2 separate regions of the Danio rerio genome follow, and region 2 is linked to region 1. A link is a contact called in public Micro-C data. All regions are on one chromosome and are shown on one strand. Each heading gives the region's core, a stretch centred on a gene start, on an enhancer-like site or on the middle of the called end of the contact. The rest is flanking DNA. Distances are from core to core; before and after follow the strand shown.

Evidence for each region. A called contact is a pair of places that touch in the nucleus more often than the background predicts.
Region 2: a contact with region 1 is called in a Micro-C map of caudal fin, with 1.8 times the contacts expected there. The contact joins the enhancer-like site here to the promoter of plekho1b in region 1. A contact is called at or near these places in 2 of 18 Hi-C or Micro-C datasets (caudal fin and an unstated tissue).

The regions. Positions count from the first base shown.
Region 1 is chr16:42,471,634-42,477,648 of GRCz12tu, reverse strand. It overlaps plekho1b (pleckstrin homology domain containing, family O member 1b), which reads left to right and starts at 4,518. Exons shown (of 6, transcript NM_001326535.1): 1 at 4,518-4,833. The coding sequence starts at 4,807.
Region 2 is chr16:42,512,487-42,518,301 of GRCz12tu, reverse strand. si:dkey-23o4.6 reads left to right here. Exons shown (of 8, transcript XR_012392433.1): 5 at 224-343; 6 at 1,339-1,543; 7 at 3,748-3,819; 8 at 4,288-5,815. Among named protein-coding and RNA genes, the nearest start is that of si:dkey-23o4.6, 7.9 kb to the left of the region's middle. Within about 2 kb of position 2,636, at least 15 of the 62 cell types and tissues checked have an H3K27ac peak or open chromatin away from gene starts, as enhancers often do. A contact at or near this core is called in caudal fin, where this site is marked.

The DNA.
Region 1 (6,015 bases), core at 3,269-5,768:
CTCACACACTCACACACACACACACACACACACACACACACACACACACACACACACACACACACACAAACACACAAACACACACACACACACACACACACACTGCTGAGTCTTGTTTTCTGTAAGCATTTCAAAGCGTTATTTCCTGTCTAGCCTTCCTGTGTTTTGTTTATTGTTTATCCTGTTTGCCTCCTGCACTGATCTCTTGCCTGCTTTTGAGCATGTTCTTTGGATCGTCGATATCAGGCATGTCCAAACTCGGTCCTGGAGGGCCGGTGTCCTGCAAAGCTTAGTTCCAACCCCAATCAGACACACCTGGGCTAGCTAATCAAGCTCTTACTAGGCTTTCTAGAAACATCTTTGCAGATGTTTTGAGGCAAGTTGGAGCTAAAATCTACAGGACATCGGCCCTTCAGGACTGAGTTTGGACACCCCTGGTCTATATGCTCCACTTTATACCTGTTTTGATTGCTGCCTGCCTGACTACTCTCTACCACACGTGGATCTTCACCTCCGATGTCCTTGTCCCTTATGTTACAGTTTGTTTTGGTAATCTTCAATCAAAATCTGACTATTTGCTTATGAATTTGAAGTGGCTATTTTTCTCTGCTGACATAACTTTGACAGCTTCAGCCACAATATTCTTAACCACACTCCTTTTACCAATAATTTGCTATAAGGGAATGAAAGGAAAGCCCTGCCCCTACTCAATATTTAATTTCAGTTATAAGTATCTACATACTAAAATAAAAGTATCATCAACAGCGTTTGTTTTTTTAGGTGTTTATTATAACACAGACAACATATACAGATATTTTAAACACTTTCAATAGTGTTTTACGAAAATTCAAAGGGTTTTCTTTAAAACGATACCAACTTTTTGCATTTACAACTCTGCATTTGGATTTGGGAAGCTTTTAAATTTGGGTAGGCAAAATCCAGGCGGAAATCACAAAATAGCAGCAGAGTTTAACTGGTTAAAAAACTAATGAGTTAACTTAATTCCTTTATGTTGTCCCAACACAAATCGATTGAGTAAGTAGCAGTTCATGTGCACATTACATCTTTATATTGGCATCTGCGATTATATATAAACAGCATCAATCCAGGTATTGTCATGTAACCTAGTTATCTCTCTTGGCTTAATGACAAGAACATTATTTGAAGTAGTGAAGGAAACTATAAGAGCATATACAAGGTATAGGGGCATTTCATCAGCAAGCTTATCAACCCAGTATGCATTACTATTTATAAACTCTTAAGAAGGTCTGTGATGGGTTTAAGACGACAGGTGGACATGTTTGTGTTGCTGCTGGGTTACATCACTTTAACATAGTGTAACAATTCACACTGCCTGTTGTTGGAACCGCAAAATGTTCTTTTTAATATGCAGATAAAAAAAACATACAATTTACCAGCTAACATATGATATATTATATAGTAAAATTATAGTTCATATAACATTAAGAAATCTGTCATCATTTACTCACACACTTGCTCCAAATCTTTCTTTTTTTTAAACATTATTTTAAAGAATTGTGAGAAATGGTTGGTCATTGTGCTATACATATATTTTTCTTTTCAACTAAGCATGTCAATAGGTACCAGTTTCCAACATTCTTCAAAATATCTTCTTTTGTGTTCAACAGAAAAAAGAAACACATAAAGGTTTGGAGCCATTTGAGAAAATCAATGGTGAGTAAAATTTACATTTCTACTAGAACTCCCTTTAATAGATAAATAAAGAATATATAGTGGAAATAAATAATGCATGTATTATTATATAGTAAAACTAATATTATTAGGTAAAATAAATATTACATTTGTCAAAGTGGCTTTTTATATCCGACCTGATTATTAAAATCATCAGAACTGTCAATTGAAATCTAATGTACTAAAGTTGAATCAGATGTATTAAATGATATTCATGACTTTTAAAACTATTTAAACTTTAAACTTTAACTACTTACAAGGTTTGGAGCCATTTGTGAAAATCAATGCAGAGTAAAATTTCCATTTCTATATGAACTTCCTTTAAATGAACTTACCTGTTGTTTTATTCGCATATAAAAACTAAGTAATAAAAATAAAAAAGTATAAAATAAAAAAAACAATAAATTTAATTTACCCTATTGATGTAAGCGTGAATAAGGCCGTAATTGCTTATTTCATTACTTTATATCCAAAAGGCTTTAAAAAAACAAAATATATGCACATAAAACAAGTGAATGAATGTGTAATATAAATGATATTACACTGCAGTTAATTCATTTGGAGGCTACTTTTATCTGACCATTACAATGGCTGTCAAAACTATTGCAGTAAGTTGATTCAGTCAAATTAAATAGTCCTTCTTACTTAAAAACCAATAAACTAGTTGTTTTAAATTTTACAACAGTATGTGGTCTACACTACACATTAGATGCTAAATATACTGTTTGGAATCTATTTCACTGATTGACAATTTAAAAAGAAATAAAATATACATTTTGTTTCTATTTATAACCCACATTGTCTTGTCCATTTTCCCAATGTCGATTTATAACAAATCCAGCAGGAAAATATTGCGCCCTAATAAAATAATTAAATGAAATTTTGACATACTGATTAGTACTCAGTATAATACTTTATAAGTACATGTTATCACCACTATTTAATGCTAATATTGGTAGCACTGTATTTTACAGTCCTGTTCTGCATGTAGTTATGCGCTTACAGTAATTACAAATAACTAGGGATTAATCCTCAACCCACCCCTAAACCAACCCATGCAGTTACCTTACATAACCCAGTATACTCTCTACAGTGCATGTGCGCTTACTGAAAAATAAATTCAACAATTAAACCCACATATCGGACTACCCATATGAACAAATACCACAGTAATTTATAGGAAATACTATAGTTTTTGAGCCATACTATAGTAAATTACTTGAATTAATTTGTTGTGTTGATTGTATTGTTGTATACAGATATATTCATTCCTTCATTCATTTTCTTGTCTGCTTAGTACCTTTATTAATCTGGGGTCGCCACAGCGGAATGAACCACCAACTTTTTCAGCAAGTTTTAACGCAGCGGATGCCCTTCCAGCAGCAACCCATCTCTGGGAAACATCCACACACACACTCATACACTACGGACAATTTAGCCAACCCAATTCACCTGTACCGCATGCTTTTGGACTGTGGGGGAAACCGGAGCACCCGGAGGAAACACACGCGATCGCAGGGAGAACATGCAAACTCCAGACAGAAAGGCCAACTGAGCGTTGTATGTATACACACACATACAGTATAGTTTAGATGCAAAAACCTCTAAAAGCCATTTAATATTTTCTTCTAAATTTGCATTTTTTTTTTTACTCCTGTGTGTAGGCTCTGTAATTTAACCTTTATAGTGACGAATATATATATAAACACACACACATATTACATAGTGCTATATAACCCTATAATATAGCAATATAACCCAATACTGTAGTTTTATACAAAACATTGGCTTTTATCAACTGTTTTATCAACCATGGTTTAATCAACTGTAGTAAAAACTAAAGTAGGCCTATACAGTATTTTTTTTTTACTATTTATCAGTCTACTTTAATATACAGTATAATACACTTTACTCTATGGTTTGAAAAAACTACATCATTTAATATAAAATAAAGTATTTTTAGTGGTGGGCAAAGATTAATTGCGATTAGTCCAAAATCAAACTTTTTTTCCCCCTGCGTTTGTAGATATAACATGTATAAATACACTCAAATAATTACATTTGCTGCTTGCTCATAATAACTATTTAAAAAGAGCTGAAACAAAATAATTCTGGAGGTTCTTTTGGGGACAACTTAAATGTTTTATGTTAAATTTGTATGTATGTATGTGTGTGTGTGTGTGTGTGTGTGTCTGTCTGTCTGTCTGTCTGTCTGTCTGTCTGTCTGTCTGTCTGTCTGTCTGTCTGTCTGTCTATCTATCTATCTATCTATCTATCTATCTATATAATTATACAACAGTTCTGTCTGGTTCTTGAATATGATTGTCTGAAAGCCATGCAATATTCTGTAATTAACAGCACTAGTACAGCCTCGTCATCCTTCTGTATTACTACACACTATGGTTCACTCAACTGAAGTAAAAACTAAAATAGGCCTATACAGTATTTATTACAGTATTTTAAAGTATTTATTACAGTTTATCTATTTAATAATTTTCTCGGACATATGCATGCGTGTATTAATATGCTACATAAATAATGCATATACAGACACACGCATATAATAATAATTATTATGCAATGTTTGTATGTAATAATTATCATGTCTGTCATTAATAGCTAATAAACAAGTAAGCTTAAATGGCTGTAAAAAAAACTTCGCACATTCCCTTCAGTACAGCAAATCCCCCCTCTGTCTTTCCAGTGACATCATTGTGGTGTCCATAGGTGGAGCTGTGGAGGACAAAGAGAGGGACCACACATCCTCAAGTTCTCAGCTCACACAACTACAACCAGAACTCCACGCGTGACGGCAGAGGATCAACAACGCACGAGGATGCCACTAACACACACTCACCAGCACATTTCTGAGGTCTGTCCGAAATAACCAGCAAATGGTGACCGGCGCGGTGGACGCTGAACGGGAGTAAATTCACCGGAGGAGGCGTAAAGAAACAACCGGGGAGCGACTCTCATTTAACAAAGCGCTTTTCTTTGAGTGTGGCTTTTTCGGGTGTAGGATTTTCAGTGGATTCTTTTGTATCTGGATTGTTCGTGGAGGGAGAGAGCCGGGAAGCGGTGTTTCATTGAGCCATGAAGAAGAACAGTTCGTCAAAGCGGGTGAGAAAGACACCGAGTCCCCTCTATTGTCAGTGAGGAGCGCCGCGAGCCTTTGTGCACTAGTATATGAACCACTGCAGAGCATACATACTGCTTCACTATACTAAAACTATCTTTAGCAACGTTTTACAATTACATTTGCCAAAAAAAACGTAATTTTTTGTTGTAGTTGCAAATGTAAAAGTCGATATCCTCTCGCACTGTAATGTTAGTTGACTGAATAGCGGAAGAGCAATGCTGACGTTATTCTATTAAACTGAGCATGAGTTGTTAAACTACAGTTAATGTGTCAAATGGGAATAATGATAACACAATAATAGTATTAACAATAATAATAACCAAAATAAAATCTGGCCTACTTGTCTGCGTATTTTGAATTTAACAATATATAACTGTTAGTTATATAAACACTGGTTGTGTGTAGCAGCCTACTACTAGAATATAGATTTTACATTTGGGTTTTAAGTGTGCTGTTTATTATGTATAAAGCTCTGGTCAAAAGTTAAGAAGCATTAAGATTTGTTAGAAGCCTCTTCTGCTCACAAAAGCTGCATTTATGTAATCCAGAATGGCTCTTTAAGACTATTTCTGCAAGAGTTGGTTTTTAAAATATTTTACTTGAGTCTAAATTATATTAAGTTGCATTTTAAATGTATGGAAGATTTCACATAGATTTAATAAATTCATTTTTAACTGAACATGTCAGACTTTAAATGTTGCTAATATAGTTTTACATTGATTATATGTTAAATTCAGCTTATTTAATATATATATATATATATATATATATATATATATATATATATATATATATATAAATATATATATATATATATATATATATATATATATATATTTTTTTTTTTTTTTTATCATATATATATATATATATACTGTTAAAAAAATATACACACACACATACATACATATATATATTAATTGAACACATACATTCTAAAAACCAAAAAGAATTGAAAAACTTTAAAGAATTGAAAAAAATGTAAAAACTGGCCTATTTGTTTTTAAATATACAAATCTAAAATATAGTTATTCACTGGTTGTATTTAACAGCCTACCAAGTTAGTAAATATGGATATTAATTTGGATTATTTAGTATGCTGTTTATTATGTATAAATCGCTGGTCAAAACTTTGGAAGAATTACGATTTGTTAAAAGCATTT
Region 2 (5,815 bases), core at 1,387-3,886, 43 kb before region 1:
TGGAAATGATGAATCTCTCATTGTCATGAAACACACAACACTCCTTTTGATGAATGCAGCATTCGATGTTGCCGTCATCTAGCTTATATCCTTTTAGAGTTCCTAATGTGATGGTGTGAATGCAACCAGCAAATTGGTCAGGAAGATACAGTAATTAGTTCTCGAGGAACTTTCTGGTTTGAAAAACCTTACTATATTCATTTTAGTCACTGTTTTCCCACAGGAAAGATTGAATTTGATGACCTGTTCTTTGACAAAAGGCCTTACAGTCCTTTGGTGAGCTACAAGCAGAGTAAACTGGCCAACGTGCTTTTCTCCAGAGAACTTGCACGAAGGATGAAAGGTAGGATATAATACAGCTCTTGGTATAGTATACAAGATTGCTGTGTAAATATGCAAATCAATTAACAAATATTCTTTGTTTATGCTTTACGAAGTAGATAGTATTTTAGAATACAGTGTTATATTACAACATTTCTTATTACACTATGACCATGTTTAATCCAGATAGTTAACAGGTCTTATTCAGATAAACTTTTTGTATTCAGGACTCTGTGTTCCCTGATCTCAAGGGCTCCTCCTAGTGCTGATACGTATGATTTAAGGCATAGGTCTCAAACTCAGTTCCTGAAGGGCCATAGCTCTGCACAGAAACACAGCTGATCTATTAGTGTCTAGTAGTCTTGATCACCTTGAATGATTTAATCAGCTTTTTTTGATTAGGGTTGGAGCAAAACTTGAGCTGCGGTCCTCTAGGAAGCCAGTTTGAGACTATGATTTAAGGTGTCCTTGTAACAGTGTAATTATTCATTTCAGTACCGAGTGATGATTAAATAAATGTACTTACTATATGGTTAAGGTCAGGTTGAGGTTTAGGTGCATGTATTATGCATGCTTATTTTTAATTACTATTGTGTATTACTATGTACTAAGGACACCTTAAAGCACAGGTGTCAAACTCAGTTCCAAAAGGGCCGCAGCTCTGCACAGTTTAGTCCCAACCCTAATTAAACACACCTGATCTAACTGATTGAGTCCTTCAGGCTTGTTTGAAACCTACAAGTAAGTGTGTTGGAGCAGGGTTGGAACTAAACTGTGCAGGGCTTCGGCCCTCCAGGAATTGAGTTTGACACCCCTGCCTTAAAGCATTACCAGGTTTTTGTTTGTTTTTTACCAATTATGTCTAGGTATAAGTGCCCTTCAAAGATGCAGGACAGTTATTTCAGCCATTCAAATACAACTCCTGTATTTGAATGCGTGAATAGTGAGATTTTAAAAACAAACTAAAATAGAATGTTTGTGTTATTTTAAATCCTGTCCCACTGGATGCTTATATAGGCACAGGAGTCTCTTCGTACTGCCTGCATCCAGGAGTGATTCGAACGGACCTGAGTCGCCATATTCTGTCTTGGTTTCCAATGCTGAAAACTATACTATATCTGCCCTCCATGTTGCTGATGAAGACTCCCTGGCAGGGAGCACAAACCACGATCTACTGTGCTGTTACTGAGGGCTTAGAGAGCAAATCTGGTAGCTACTTCAGGTAATAGCAATACAAATTGGTTAATATATTGCTAAAACACTAGCAATGTGTCCATCCAACTATTTTTATGTGCATTTTGGAATATTGCATAAAAAATGTGCTTAATGGAAAGGCCACAACATGGATAAACTTTGAAAATGCGAATAAAAATGCTTTCAATGGGATTGGCAACATTGTAAAACATCTGAAATGTTGTTTTGGTCATTCTTAAATGCCTCTTTAAAGTCTGTCATCAAAGTGGTTTAGTGTTATTACCTGCCAAAAGTGTCTAGCACTGCATGTTCATTGTTTGTTTTTTTGTCTTCTTATGAGGCTCAAGTAATTTATTATATAAGAAAAAAGGCCCAGTGACTTCCACTACTGCAGTAGTTTCCATTTTAATATTGGCTTGAGAAAGCCAACATACTGTAAACTTACTGTTATCCCCTTTTCTGAGAAAAAAATGACCAACTCCTCTTCCTAGGGCTTTAATGCTATGACCATCAAACTTTGGCCAGACCTTTAAACTAGTCTGACTCGAGTTGCTATGTCATTTTGAACTAATCTGGCTTTTGGTTTTCAAGAAACTGAAACTTGAAAAAATCTCTTGGACTTAACATTGTACCAAATTTGACGCATCATAACTTTGAAAGAGAAATTCTCAGAAACATGTTGAATTTCCACAGTTGAAGAGGCTGCCAAGCTCTGTAAATCTACATATTAGACTGGGGTGTAAGTTTTACCTCTGGGGTGCAAGAGTGCTCCAAATTTGCCCATTGACTTACAATAGTGAAGACACTTCTGAGACTTTAAATCTCATTGACTTAACATTGGATCAAAAACCTTCGACACCCCTCTCCTCACCAACCACCACCTTGTTACCTTACCTTTCTCAAGCCAACATCAAAGTTTATCAACAAACATTAGGCTGTAGTTCTTTTTGATATTTGATTCCAGTTTTTAGGATGAGATGGTTTTGTTCTCTTTCACTTATTGAATGAAAAATATATTATCAAGTTTTTCCACACATTTTTGCATGGAGGCAGAGCTACTGGCCATACAAATAAAAGTGAAGCCAAAATATTTTGATCGCCCTCTGGTGGCTGAGTGCCATATAGGTCACAAACTCTTTATATAAACGAAAGGAATGTGTGCAAAACTAAAATAAAAAATGAATTAGTTCCACATCAAATAAGATTTTTCACGATTTCTGTATCTATTGTGCAGTGACTGTGCTGAAAAAGACCCTGCTCCAGAAGGAAAAGACGACTTGGTGGCTAGAAGGTTGTGGGAGGAAAGTGTTCGTCTGGTCGGACTAAACGACACGTTGAACTGAGGCGGGGCTCTTACAATTTTCAAGTGCTCCCTCTAGTGGTGATACCTGTGACTTAAAAATCTCTATCCGGCGACAGAGGACACATACAGGAAGTCATGCCAGAGGTTGTCACAGCGGTTTACGGGATTTGCTTCAAGAGATTCATATTTTACAGCACTAAGAGGATTTTTTATTCTTGGAAAAGAATAACGGAGCACCGTCATGTGCCTGTGTTTTTGAAAGAACTTGGTCACATTCTTATAATCTGTACGTAACACATTAAAAGTGCGCAGTTTTGGCGAAAAAGCAAGATTCAAGTGGCTTGTTTGTTTGCTATTCACTATCGGGTCATACTTATTATGAGAAACTCCATTCTCGGTAGTCATTCATTTTAGCTCAGATTACTCAAGTACTTGGGTTAAAAATACTCCAACATTAACCCAACTTTAGGTTGTTTAGCATCTTCCCAACTATGGGTAATTTTAACCCATTTGAGTTATTTTGATTAAATGTAATTGTTTTCCATTCTGGTATTACTATTGCTACTATTACTAGTACTAAACTGTTGAAATTCAATTTCTTTAACCCAACTGGTTAAGTTTTTAAACAAATAACCCAATACATGTTAAAAATAACCCAAAAGCACCACACATTTAACCCAGTTGGGTTATTAACAAACAACTCAATAAAAGTTAAAAATAACTTAACAAAGTACCAAATATTTTTTTAATGTAAGCACTGGGTTAAATAAATAATCCAGCAACATTCCTCTTCTTTAAAAGTGTATATTTTATAACTGATGTTTTATCCTTTAACCACTAGATGGCGTTAAACGTGTAATTTTTTTCACTTTTTGGGACGCTATTAATTTGTTCCTACCTAAATAACTCTACTGGTCTGCATCCTGCAGGTCAGCTGAAAACTAAAGGAAAATATGGAACGAACCGAAGCAGACCCTGGATCACATGATCACTCTGCAGTTGTAAGCTAAAGTACATCCACATCACAATTATGTAACAGGGACACTAAAATCAATATAAAATCATCCAACTTCTATTTTTACCTTCATTGACTTTTCCCCCACAATTATAAACATAGTTACAAAGTCACAATCAAAGATGTTCAAGTAACTTCATTATTTTGATGCTGTATAAATATGAATTTGATAAGAAATAATATAATTTCTCCATATATGGTCAGAATTATTGGGACTCCTGAATTATTAGTCCCCTGTATATTTTATTCTCCATTTGTTAAACATTCATTCATTTTCTTTTCAGCTCAGCCCCTTTATTAATCTGGGGTCGCCACAGCATAATGACCAGCCAACTTATATAATTAAATTATATAATAATATAAAATAATTTTATAATAACTAATTTCTAATAACTGATTTGTTTTATCTTTGCCATGATGGTAGTACATAATATTATACTGTATATTTTTCAAGATACTAGTGTTACCCCGCCAGTCCTACACCACCCAACCCACACCGAGCTGGGATGGAACCGGTGACCTTCCACATGGGAGCTGGTTGCTTTACCAAGGAGGCTAAAGATCTAGAGAACCTTTTTTTCAGAGGTCAGAGGAAGTTTACCTGCACAGCACTTCACTCACTGGCCTCTGCTACACTATAATTCAGTTTAGAGTGACATTTAAAGGCTTAACCAGGCGAGTTACACAAGTCATTGTACACACCTTATGCCGAGTTCAGACTGCATGATTTTCAAAGTAGTCGTGTCACAGATGTTTTCACACTGCTTGACTATTTGGGCTAGCGTTTTGTCGCTGCTTTGTTTGCACTGCAAGACGGATCGGCGACAGGGACATTCACATTGCATGACTTTACTATAGGAAGAATCGCCGACAATTTCGTCCAAACTACGTCTCACAGCCAAAAACACGTAGTATATCTTTTGTTATTAACTACATAATGAGAAAGAAACCTTTAATGAGGTAGAACATGTACATGTTTTCTCACCTGGGTTTAAATGGAATTATAGCCATTTCTCCTCAACATTGATAATAAACTAATTACTTTCTGTATGAAACGTCAAACAGACACGGTTGCTCCTGAGTCCTGTCAAACCTCCACTAGTTTTTCCTCCATTTCGTGGGTCCAAATAAACCGAAAAAGAGCGCTTTTAACTTCTTCCCCAGCCTCCCGCTGGCCTGCAGCAGGTATACACACACGCACACACACAAGTGAAAGCTGCTCTCTCATTGGCTGTAGGCCATCGCTGATGTTATTTTCAGTCAAAACTCAATTCACACGGCATGATTTGAATCGCAGACAGCTCCAGATATTTAGCACGCCAAATATCTCACAGGCATCGGCGACTCATCGGCGATTCTCTCAGATCGCGTCTTTGAAAGTTCATACTGTGTGATTGTTACTCACGTGCACGAGCACCGATTTGCCTGTGATTCCAGGCATTTGTCGGCGATTTCTCAAAACCTGTCGGCGAGGCAAAATCGGGGCTAAAATCATGCAGTCTGAACTAGGCATTACTAGTACTGAGTTGGACTCTCGAGTTTTGCTTTTAGAGCTGCCTTATCCTTCGTGGCATAGATTCAACAAGTTACTGGAAATATTCCTTAGAGATTGCGCTTTATGACATGGTACACTGTGGTCATAAAGGGATGGACATTGTCAACAACATTTCTCAGGTATGCTGTGGGCTTGACACGATGCTCAATTGGCACTAAAAGGCCCAAAATGTGCCAAGAAAATATCCCCCACACCATCACACCACCGCCAGCCTGAACCGTGGATACAAGGCAGGATGGATTTGTGCTTTTATGTTGTTGATACTAAATTCTGACCCTACCATCTGCAGAAATCGAGACTCATTAGACCAGGCAACATTTTTCCAATCTTCTGTTGTCCAATTTTGGTGAGCCTGTAAGAATGGTAGCCTCAGTTTCCTGTTCTTAGCTGAAATGAGTGGCACCTTTGCGTGGCCCATCCGCCTCAA